2 separate regions of the Lactuca sativa genome follow, and region 2 is linked to region 1. Evidence: chromatin contacts called from public Hi-C data. All regions are on one chromosome and are shown on one strand. The core of a region is the stretch at or near the end of the contact, and the rest is flanking DNA. Distances in the headings are between cores, read along the strand shown. Region 1 holds the start of LOC111903715 (kinesin-like protein KIN-7E). Region 2 holds the start of LOC111903713 (zinc finger CCCH domain-containing protein 19).

What was found. A called contact is a pair of places that touch in the nucleus more often than the background predicts.
Region 2: a contact with region 1 is called in a Hi-C map of leaf, with 5 times the contacts expected there. The contact joins the promoter of LOC111903713 here to the promoter of LOC111903715 in region 1. A contact is called at or near these places in 2 of 4 Hi-C or Micro-C datasets (both in leaf).

Annotation. Positions count from the first base shown.
Region 1 is chr8:214,911,030-214,916,903 of Lsat_Salinas_v11, reverse strand. LOC111903715 (kinesin-like protein KIN-7E) reads left to right here and starts at 2,774. Exons shown (of 14, transcript XM_023899466.3): 1 at 2,774-2,903; 2 at 3,726-4,112; 3 at 4,724-4,813; 4 at 4,890-4,990; 5 at 5,152-5,265; 6 at 5,360-5,441; 7 at 5,525-5,592; 8 at 5,698-5,763. The coding sequence starts at 3,899.
Region 2 is chr8:215,853,383-215,859,050 of Lsat_Salinas_v11, reverse strand. It overlaps LOC111903713 (zinc finger CCCH domain-containing protein 19), which reads right to left and starts at 3,560. Exons shown (of 10, transcript XM_023899462.2): 1 at 2,120-3,560; 2 at 1,943-2,022; 3 at 1,471-1,652; 4 at 450-1,260; 5 at 201-325; 6 at 47-106. The coding sequence starts at 3,447.

The sequences.
Region 1 (5,874 bases), core at 1,525-4,024:
AGATTTGTGAAGGAGGTTTTGAAGAGAGAAGTATCAAGCTTGGAGGAGTGAATTTGGATCCAGAAACTCTACATCAAAGGCTACATCTTGGAGGTATATAGTCACAACCTTGACATGTAGCTTATTAGATCTCATCTTTTGTAGTTTAGGGATTGGTTTGGGACTTTGGCTTAGATGTCCAAAGGAAAGAGGGTTGCAGAGGCTAAGAGTGTAGACCTAGCCTCTATAAGACTTCTAGAGGATTAAAGTTGCAAACTTTAATAGCCTCCATGTCCCATTTCATGCAATATGCTCATTTTTAATCCTAAACTGGACCTTTGAGTGTGTTTCAAGCATGTATGGGTGTAAAGTTCGAAACTTTATGTGCTTTGTCCACCCTTGGACATCAGATCTGTGTTTTGGGATGATGGGATGAGAGTTTAAGGGCTTAATGGGGCAAGACCCTCCTCAAAGGAACTAGGGTTGGGTCTAAAAGCTTATTAGATGATATTTTGGGGGTAAAGTTTCCAACTTTACCCTTCTAGACGTCTCAATGGTTAGGGATCTGAAGTTTGGAGCCTTTAGATTCGAGAAAAAGGGCTTAATGCATTAAGTGAGTTAACAGACTAGGGAACCCGACGAGTTGAGTCGGGGTTACCCTGATTCTGTTGGGAAACAGAGAAACTTGACGAGTTGGATTACGATATCGCAACTCTGACTTTGGGATGGACTCGACGAGTTAGAGGGGTGACTCCACGAGTTAGGTTAACTTAGAGCATTGACTTTGACTTGACTTTGACCTTGAAAAGGGTTGACTTTTAAGGTTTGAAGGGTTAATTTGTATCTAAGGAGTTGTTTATGATTAGGTAGGTGGCAGAGCTGATACTTGGAGTTTGGACCTACTCAGCTACAGTTCGCATTTGAGGTGGGTCTCCTCACCATACCAATGGGTTGAAGGCACCAAGGCCGACCCATTCAGCTAGTTGTGTATGTGATATGTGGTATACTAGTTGTTTATGTGGTATGTGATATGCTAGTTGTCTTTGTGATAGTTGCATGGAAGACCCCGGGGGAGCCCGTGGCATTGGGATATAAGATCATGTGGGGGAGCCCATGACATTGCAGGTAAAGACCAGGGGGGGGGGAGCCCATGACACTTGGATATCAGACCATGTGGGGGATCCCATGTCATTCCAAGTAAGACCCTAGGGGAGCCCACGATATCCTGGAGTAAGACCCTGAAGGGAGTCCACGACATCCGTATATGTTGTATGCATGGCTTGTAAGGTTAATATGGTTTTATGATTATGTAGATTGTGTGGGGTATGTTATCGGGAACCCACTAATTACTATTTTAAATGAAAAAATTTTATTTGATAATTTAGGTTGTGTTACATATCCACCGTTTCTTCAATTGATGTCAAATGCGCGATTACTGATTTACTACTAGGAAATACAATACTGATTAACTTTCAACTCATCAGTGGTTAATCGTGTTTCAATTTTGGCCAATAGGAAGAGGTGTGATTTGGATGTAAACAGTCAATTACAAAACAAATTAGTTTTGATTTATCTTGTTTCAGTTTTGGTTTTAGAATATGTTTTCTTTCAAGGAATCCCATAAAGATGACAAGTAATTTCACTTGATGAGGTTAATTCATCTCAACTTTATGAAAATTAGAAAAAAAAAAGATGTTTGTTTGTCTCAACTTGATCAGATTAATCAACGACGTGGCTTGAAAGAAGTAGTTTAGCGTTGATTGTTTCATTGGTAATTTCGTGATTTAGGTGTGGTCAACTTGTTGATTCAAGTAGAACCTCTTGTTGGAATCCTTACATTCTTTCATGCAAAAGTGGTTTTCCATGTATCACATGTTGGAATGGTGGCAGTTGGATCTAGTCTTTCATATATAGAATTATTTTTGTTATTTTTGTTTATTGACTTTGTAATTATCTATATTAAGTTGGATTTTGTATGATATATTGTATATTTTGCATAAATATTCATCAATTATATTCATATATTTTATCAAATCGACACATTTTATATGTTACAAAATAAAAAAAGATGGTAAAATGGTCACTTTCAGCAGTCAACACAAACTAGTCAGATGTCCCATGGTTTCAGTCAAATAGTCAAATCAGATAGTCCAGACCTAGTTACACTGACTCAGTCAAATATGTAATCAAACAACATGATTTCATGGGATGCATATGCTTTATAAAATTCGGTTTTTTTTTCTCGATTTTTACATTCATAGAAACGAAACAAAGCCGGACCCAAACCCTAGATTTTGATTTTGTCTATTCTTTTTGATTAATCAGTTTTCAAAAACTCTTCTGTGTTTTCTCAATTTTACTCCTAATTAAACATATTCTAATTTATAACAAAATTAGTTTATGGTAAAACAACAAAGGTATAACTACTCATGCATGTTTGCAACTACCTATGAATAACATACCATAAATGAAAAGGCATATGGAGGTTATGCATTGTCTAGTTGTACGTGGACCCAATAGTACCAATCAACGGAAAAATTCTCGTGCCTTGAAAAATCTCAAGTCTAACGGTGTCTTGAACACACACATTAATAAATTCACCGAAATTCTGCAAGTCACGTGACTCCAAAAATAAAAAAATAATCCAAAAAAAAAGTAGACGTTAAGCAAAGGAAAATACCTGTTACCAAGGATATAATAGTATAATCCATAACAGATATGCTTCACATACTTGTACTTCACGCATTAAAAGTTGTATATAGCTATACATTTAACTTTTCAGCTCTGAAGAAATACGTAGTAGACCAAGTAGAATCTTATTAAACTATTTCACAGACAAAACCCAGATGAAAAATCGATGATCTGAGCTTCTTAGAGAGAGAGAGAGAGAGAGAGAGAGAGAGAGAGCGGTTGCTGCTAAGAAGGTAAATGCAGAACAAGGCTTCTGTGCGTTTTCTTTTTATGAAATCACGGAGATCGTGGGGGGTTATTTTGTTATTAATTTATATTTTTTTCGATTTCTAGATGATATTTTTTTGTTTTATTGTTGGAATTTTAAAAGAAAGTTTATACCAAATCAGATTTTGAGCTGTTTCCGAGTTGCAGGGTAATTCAAGCATTTAATTATCTGTTTCGATTCAAATCCCTGTTTTCTTGCTTATATTGTTAGTTTATTTATTATTTATCTGGGTTTATCGTGAAGTACAGTTTATTCGAAGCTTCATCTCTGATTCCTTCACTATTTTTTCAGTTAATCTGGGAAAAACTTGTCGAATCGCTTTTACATTTGTAGGTTTTTTGTAAATTACAGTTTACTTTGAAGAACAGAAGCTTAATCCGCCAAAAAAGATCTCGAATGTGAGTTTTTTTATATGGATTTTTGGTGTAAACTTCACTTCGCGTTAGGGACCCACCATTGCTGAAAATTCCAAGCTTTTACCTGCTTTCTTTATTTGAATTAAAGAAAAAAAAACCAGTTTACTTAGTTTTCAAGAATTGTAGGGTCCTCTTAAACAAACAGATCTCTGTTGTGTGGACTTCAACAAACGAGATTTTTAGTTTCTTTTCTTTTTTTTTTCTTCTTCTTTCTTTGTTTCAAGCTTGGGAATAAAGATTAAGCAAAGTTCTTAATCACCCAACAAACCCATGATTAGTGTTTTAAAACCCCTTTTTATAGTTTGGATCTATGTGTTATTTGTTTAATAGTTATTAAACAATCCTAAAAAAACTCGCTTTTCTATATGCAGATATAAGTGAAGCGATGACATGTGGGTCAAGTGTTGGTGCTTTCTCCCTTTTGGGCAAAGCAGAAACAACAACTCTGTTTTTAACATCTTAACTGTTATCGCATCATTTAGGGTTTTGAAAAATGAGAGATTTTGCTTGATTTGTGGGGTTTAGAAGAGGGATTTTGATAAAAATGGGGGCAATTGGAGGAGAAGAGTTGTTGAATTGGGAGAAAATGGATAATGGAAGAGAGGAGAAGATTCTTGTTTTGGTGAGATTGAGGCCTTTGAATGATAAAGAAATTTCAAGAAATGATGTTTCAGATTGGGAGTGTATCAATGATACAACGATTCTTTTTAGGAATAGTTTGCAGGAAAGATCCATGTTCCCTACTGCATATTCATTTGGTAAGTTGATTCTTTTTCATTTTTTAGTTAATTTATTTAGTAAATACTTTAAAAAGTTTGAAATTTTATAGAGTCCATTTGATATGATATAAGCTTTTGAATCTAATTGGTTTCCGATCTTGCAAATATTGCAATTTACAAAGGTTAGTAGATTTATAGTTGTCTTCATAAGTGTATTTTCTTGATTTTTTGGATTATAATCTCTTTTAGGGAAAGTTTTGAATCTAATTAGTTTTTGATCTTGAAATTCAAATTGGTTGGTGGTAGATTCATAATAGTTTCATTGTTGCAAAGCCATATGATATGATATAAATTTTGGATCTACTTTGTTTTTTGATCCTTAAAATGATGCACTTTTACTTTGTTGATCATTATTCATTAGACTCAAATCTTTTAATAATGGTTAATCATATAAAGTTAAAGATTTACTTTAGCTTTTTCTAAACTAGTTTATATAAATGCAATAACCCAATAACTATCAACTTACTTTCATCTATTTGTTTATTATAGCATCCTACTTTCATTTTTTTTTTTTTCTAATTAAGCTATTAAAATATACATTTTAAATATTTTAAAAACTTTTCATTTTATTGGTTCTTGTTTGGAAACAGACAGAGTATTTAGTGGTGATGCAACAACTAGGCAAGTGTATGATGAAGGAGCTAAAGGGATTGCACTTTCGGTTGTTAGTGGCATCAATTGTAAGTCCAATTATGTTTATTGGTTGAAAAGTCAAAGTCAATGACACTCTTAACTAATGAATGTTTCCATTTTTAGCAAGTATTTTTGCATATGGGCAAACGAGTAGTGGAAAGACATACACAATGATGGGGATAACAGAGTACACTGTGGCCGATATATACGATTATATGCAAAAAGTATGAAACTTTATGATATACTTCCATTGATTTATTTATCATACTTCCTATTACAACATTATACTTTGACAATCTTTCTATTTATAGCAATGTCTTAATAAGAATAAAGTTGCTATATTGGATGTTTTGTTGATATAATGATTTATTTTTTGTTTGTGTAGCATGAAGAAAGGGCATTTGTTTTGAAATTTTCGGCTATAGAAATCTATAATGAAGCCATAAGAGACCTTTTAAGCACAGAAAATATTCCACTTAGGGTGTTAGATGATCCAGAGGTAATTTCATTTTCATTTTCATTTCATGTTCATTGACATTTGTAGTTTATTGAAGTATAAAAAATATTTGTTTATTTATTTTTATTTATCTCAGAAAGGGACAATCATAGAGAGACTCACAGAAGAAACTCTAAGGGATTGGAATCATCTCAAGCAACTATTATCTATTTGTGAAGGTACCCTCCATTTTAGTTTAACATTATTTATTTAGGGGCAAAATGGTCAATATTTACTAATTAGTCAATGCTGTTTTTTGCAGCTCAAAGAAAAGTGGGAGAGACATCTCTCAATGAAACAAGTTCAAGATCTCACCAAATCCTTAGATTGGTATATAAAAAAAAAAACATATTTTGTGAACTTTACACATAAAACACACACATAGTATGTGTGTTTTGTGAACTTTACACATGAGTGATTATTTGTTGTTTGCAGACGATTGAGAGTTCAGCTCGTGAGTTCATAGGGAAGGATAAGTCAACAAAACTAACAGCTAGTGTGGTATGGACTATGGAAACTATACTTTTCTTTAGATCATAAAACTTATAATATGAGAAGTTTAATAAAAAAAAATGGTATAAAGAAACACAATAGTGTGAAGAGTTTTATATA
Region 2 (5,668 bases), core at 2,311-4,810, 940 kb before region 1:
ACACATTAAAAATTATAATGGTATAGAATAAAAGAGCATAACATACCACAGTGAGTCTATTTATAAGTCCTAACTTTATACTCTGCCTCAGACGCTTGCATTCATCCTACCATAATCACACAGTTAATTAAAAAATCTTCAAAATTCATATGAGAAGCCAAAAAAAAGCAGAAAACATAAGAGAATTTTGATCAAATTACCTCTGTGAACTCCTGATTTGAAATAGTATCAATGGGTATTATCTCGGTTTTGTTAAGATTCAAGATTTCAAGCATAGCACATGTTGTCCTTTTCCCAAGTGTATATTCTGCTGCTTCACTAGTACCTATACACAAAATCATTGGAGAATCTTATATCCACAATCTCCATTAATTGTGTATACACTACTAATAGAAAGAAATGAAAGTAATATGCAATTATAAACAAATCAAATGAAATAAAAAAAATACCTGTGACTTGCACCAATCTATATATATCCTGATTCTTATTAGCTCCAGAGACTCTTATTCTAACAAAAGTTCCAACAATTTTGTGATGAAACATTTCCATATCATCAAGTAAATCTTCCACCAGCTTCCTCCTTAAATAGATCAAATTTATATTATGAATGTCAATTGTAGCATAATCGTCACGATTGGTTTGTGGTTCTTTTTTATCCCCTTTCTTCCTCCCTTTCCTTTTCTTATCTTTCTGATCTTTTCCTAGGGTTTCATTAGTTTCATCATCATCAACAACACTGCCCTGAAAATCATCTACCTGAGAATCTTCTTTTGTCAAAAAGTGAGATTCTAGAAGCTTCAACATTTCAATATGTGCCACACGTGGTTTCCCAAAAAGGGTTTCGAGTCTTGTGTCACAAATGATTTGACTTTTTTTATTTGGGTCACGAAGTTTGTTTCTTTTTATGTATTCGAGTAAAAGATCTTGAACTTCATATTGAGATATAACAGAACTATCACCGTTTTTCATGTGGGTTATGAATTCAAGAAGTTCTTTTGATACCCATTCAGGGGCAGAATCGTCAGAAATAGCATCGGATTTTTGCTTCTTTGTTTGTCTTCTTGTCTTTCTTGCACTTGGGTTCTCGGGTGGATTGTCTGAATTACCCTCGTCTTTAACATCAGATTGTGTGATTGAAGATTCTTGTTTTTTAGCTTGGATGAGTTCGGATAAAGATAAGTCATGTTTGGCTTTTGTTTCAGTCCAATAATCCTTGAAAAGATACTCCCAGCTACTCTCATCATCAAAGTTTGCATTTTCCTACAGAATATGGAGAGAAATCAGAAAAACCAAGGGGTAGTTTGGTCATTATCCAAGAAAGCTTGTATCTTTTTATGTTATTTCAAATAGCAAACCAAAAGGGCATCATCATGTGATCTCAATAAAAAGAAATCTTGTATCTTTTTATCTTTTTATTGATTATAATCAAATACCCAAAAAAGAAGAGTTAAAATTGAGCATACTGCATACCTGATTTTCTGGATTTTCAATTAACATCACAGTTCTCATGCAAGCTTCACATAAGCCTTTCTTCTCTTTCTCTCTAACACATAACATATCAGAGGTTTTAATGCATGATTTGCACACTGAATATGTGCAGGTATAGCACATGTACTCAGCCTTTTTCTCACAGATACTACACAGATGCCAGCCTGGATTCAGAGGTAAAAACAGAATTAAAAAATGGTTAAATTATTTTAGATACAAACATCAAATCCAAAGCCCTTCTTGAAGCATATCCCTCAAAAAAGTAAAGATCTTTTAACACTGTCTTCTAGAGACATTATCCACCAATCTATTTGACTTCTTTAATAGCTATTACTGACAAGGTTATCGCCTAATCTCAAAAGTATAAACAAGGTAACAAGTCTCTCGTTTATATTGATGATATATGACATGAACACAAATGTATGCTAACCGCATAACGAATAGAAAAACTCACCACAATTCCAACTACCCTTAGATTGGAAGAAGGCCTCATCCCGATTAACACAAGAAGGATGATAAGCTTTAGGGCAATTCCTGAAGAAAAAGAAAAACAAACAACATAACATTAAGAGCTCAATACGATTAATTCAATCCCTGTAAACCCAAATGAATCATCAATTACCACACTCACCGCCTGTCACACAGCACAAGATTTCCACCATCAAAGCAAATGAAGCAAACATCCTCCTCCATTGTTTTCTTTGTGGTGGTTTTTGAGAGCTTTCCTCCTCTTTTCCGTTTTCCTCCACTATCTTTCTTAGATGACTCTGGCAACTCAGGTTCTGTCTCAATATCTGCTTCTTGGACTTTCTCTTCATCTTCTAAGTTTATTTCTTCTTCGGTCTCCATTTCTGTATCTAAGGATTTCACAGACTCCATTTCAATGTCTAAAGATTTCTCAGTCTCTATGTCGGTATCTAAGGATTTCTCTTCATCTTCCTCCATGGGTTCTTCCTCCTCATTTTCCCCAACACCATCAACTGTCTCCTCATTTGCCACTGATGCTTCCTCCTGCTGATCTTCTCTAACATCTTCATCTGAAACATTATCTTCTTCCTTAACAATTTCTGGAACAACTGGTTCTTCTGCCACTGCTTCATCTTCTTGGAGATTATCAATGTTTTCAATCTGCGCATCTCCATGACCATCGTTTTTAACATCAGAACCGACCATTCCCTGAACATTCTCAACATCTTCCGATCGGACATTGAGACCACCATCGTTTTTAGATTGATCTGTCATTTCATCTCCTCCATCGTTATGAACAAGAACAACAGGCGACGAGAGAACACCTCCATCATCACCGACTTTCAACACCTCAGCGTCTTCCTCCTCTTTCACCGTCTCCTTCTCATCTTCAGGTTTGCCTTCCATTCCTACCATAATCTCGTTACCTTCATTCTCATCTTTCTCGGTCTCCAAAAATTCACCGACATTGGTATCATCACCGTCATTTCCCACCATTTCCTCTACCACCTCCGGATCACCAATCCGCTCAACCACAGCCTCCCCTCCCTCATCTCCGCCATCTTTAACCGCATACGTCAACTCACTGCCACCACACTCCACCGCTGCCACGTCAATTTCTTTGACGGCACCATCATCCGCGTCCTTGGAGTCTTGCACTACGCTCATCGACACAACAACAACCGAATTATCACCACCACCGCTCAATGCCGCAACCGACTCCGAGTTCCGGCAGTGAACAGGCTCCTCTACTTTTTCCCCCGCCGCTGCCGAAACGAATGCCTCCGAGCCCTCAGATTTAGGAACAGAAACAGAGGAGTCCTTTTCTTCTTGACTGTTTGATTCGGGTGCCAAATTCGATAGCTGTTTTTCAGATTGTTTATCAATACTAGTAGTATTTTCTAACAAGATTTCACTGATTACGGTTGTTGTTGTTTCTGCTGCTATAGATTCTTGAAGGTGATTTGAGGTGGTTTCTTCTTCAACCTCCATAGCTAAAATCCCGTAAAACCCTAACCCTAAGTTTATTTTTCTTTATACAGATATAATCATATAATCATGGAATGTTATGTGAGGAGTGGGAGGATCGTGATTTTGGACGCCATCTCAAACCCCTGCATTAGAAATTATATAAAAATCAAATTTTTTATTTATTTATTTCAATCATGATTTATTTCAAAAATCAAAAATTATATCTTTTTATGTTTATGTTAGGTATGATATTGTATGTGAATATAGTTGTAGAAATGGCAGTTGAATACAATTATAATATTGTTTATATTTTTTGTATAAAATTTTGTTTCATATATAAAGACTGAAGTAAAATAAACAACAAAATAATCAAGCGGATGTTTTCGATTTATATGAAGACGATAATAATATGTTTACAAGATGCAATATTAATCAACTCGACTAACGAGAGAGATAACTTATATATTTTAAAAACAAAGTCTTGACATATAATATAATGTTTTTTCTCTATTTTATGCTAAGAAAATGAATACATGATTTGCAAAACACTCTATGAAGATCGATGCTAAGAAAGGATGGTTGGAAATTGTTAATTTCTATAAACTAATGTTGTTAATAGGACATTTGGTGATCTTGTAACATCTAAGCAAGAAACATCAACGGTTGGACTAAACTTTACTACCGTATCTCAATGTGAGTAACTTGTTATGTTTGAACCTTCTTGAAATACATATGCACATGTTCTAAACATGGAAAAGTCCATGCATCGTGTATATGAATGCTCATAGTGAAGTCAATGATAGATCATGGAGGGTAAGTTTATGACGGATTGCAATAAACTACTTAGATTGGTAGCTTAATTTAGAATGATTGAAGGTAGATGATTATGAAATATGTAACCTAGTGCAAGATAATATAATATCATACACATGTATATACGTAGATGCTTTTAAATGGAAACCTTTTGTTATCATTAGTGTTGCTTTTGAAAAAGGTACCAATTATGAAAGATAGTGCTTTATATGTGTTATACCAAGTGGTGGACAAAGTGTTCATGTTAATTTGATTAAGCTTTCAACCACATATAACAAAGGAAAGAGTTTATAATAGTATTCATGCAAGTAACTATGTCAGAGTTATTTGATTAAACTTTCATGAGAATCAAATGGTGTGGTTATTCTAATTATGGAATCATGATAATCAAATGATATGACTATTTTAACTGTGGTAATCTTTCGTGATAATAAAATAATAGGATTGTTCTAGTCGTTATAAGCTTTCATGATAATCAACCGATATGGTTACCCTAATTATGGTTAGCTTTCATGATAGTTGGATGGTAGGGCTTCCCAGGTATGGTAAGCCTTATAAAATAATGTGATCGTTCTAATTGTGATAAGCTTTCATGGTAATCAACTGATATGACTACCGTACTTGTGGTTAGCTGTCGTGATAGTTGAATAGTAGGGTTTCCTAATTATGGTAAGCCTTGTAAAATAATGAGACTATTCTAATCATGGTAAGCTTTCATGATAATCAACCGGTATAGCAACCTTAATTGTGGTTAACTTTCATGATAGTTGAATAATGGAGCTTCCCGAATATGGTAAGGCTTCATGATTGTTGTCTTGGGCCTATCAGAGTAAAATATAGGACATTGCATGTGTTTGGGAAATGACTTGCTTAACATATAACTTGTTTTAAAATTGATGTTATCTTGGGATTATATTATGATAATTTAATGATGTATTATGGGTAAAATCTTATGTTAGTTACTCGCTAAACTTTGTTTAGAATAGATGATTTTGTAATGATGCAAGCCGATTTTGTTAGTGGATAGTTTTGTGTTAATGATATATAATATATCAATTATCAGAATGAAATACACCTTAATTTATAAACAATGTTTCAAAATGGAGAATTATTGGTTTCGGGTGTTACATTAATGTATTTAACTTTATATTGCATCGATATAAAATTTTGATATTTAATTTTAAAAAATTATTTAGTTTTATCAAATTTTGAATATATTCATTAATAAGACATGATTTTTTCAAAGCAAAACTAAAAAGGTCTGTTAGATAATAGTTAACTTTGATGCTACACATGTTAAAATAATTAACCATACAAATAATGACATTAAATTCCATTTAATTCATTTTATTTAATGGAAAATAAATTTTTTAACGAAATTAATGTCATATTATTTTTGTTAATTCCGTTTAATATAACATTAATTTTG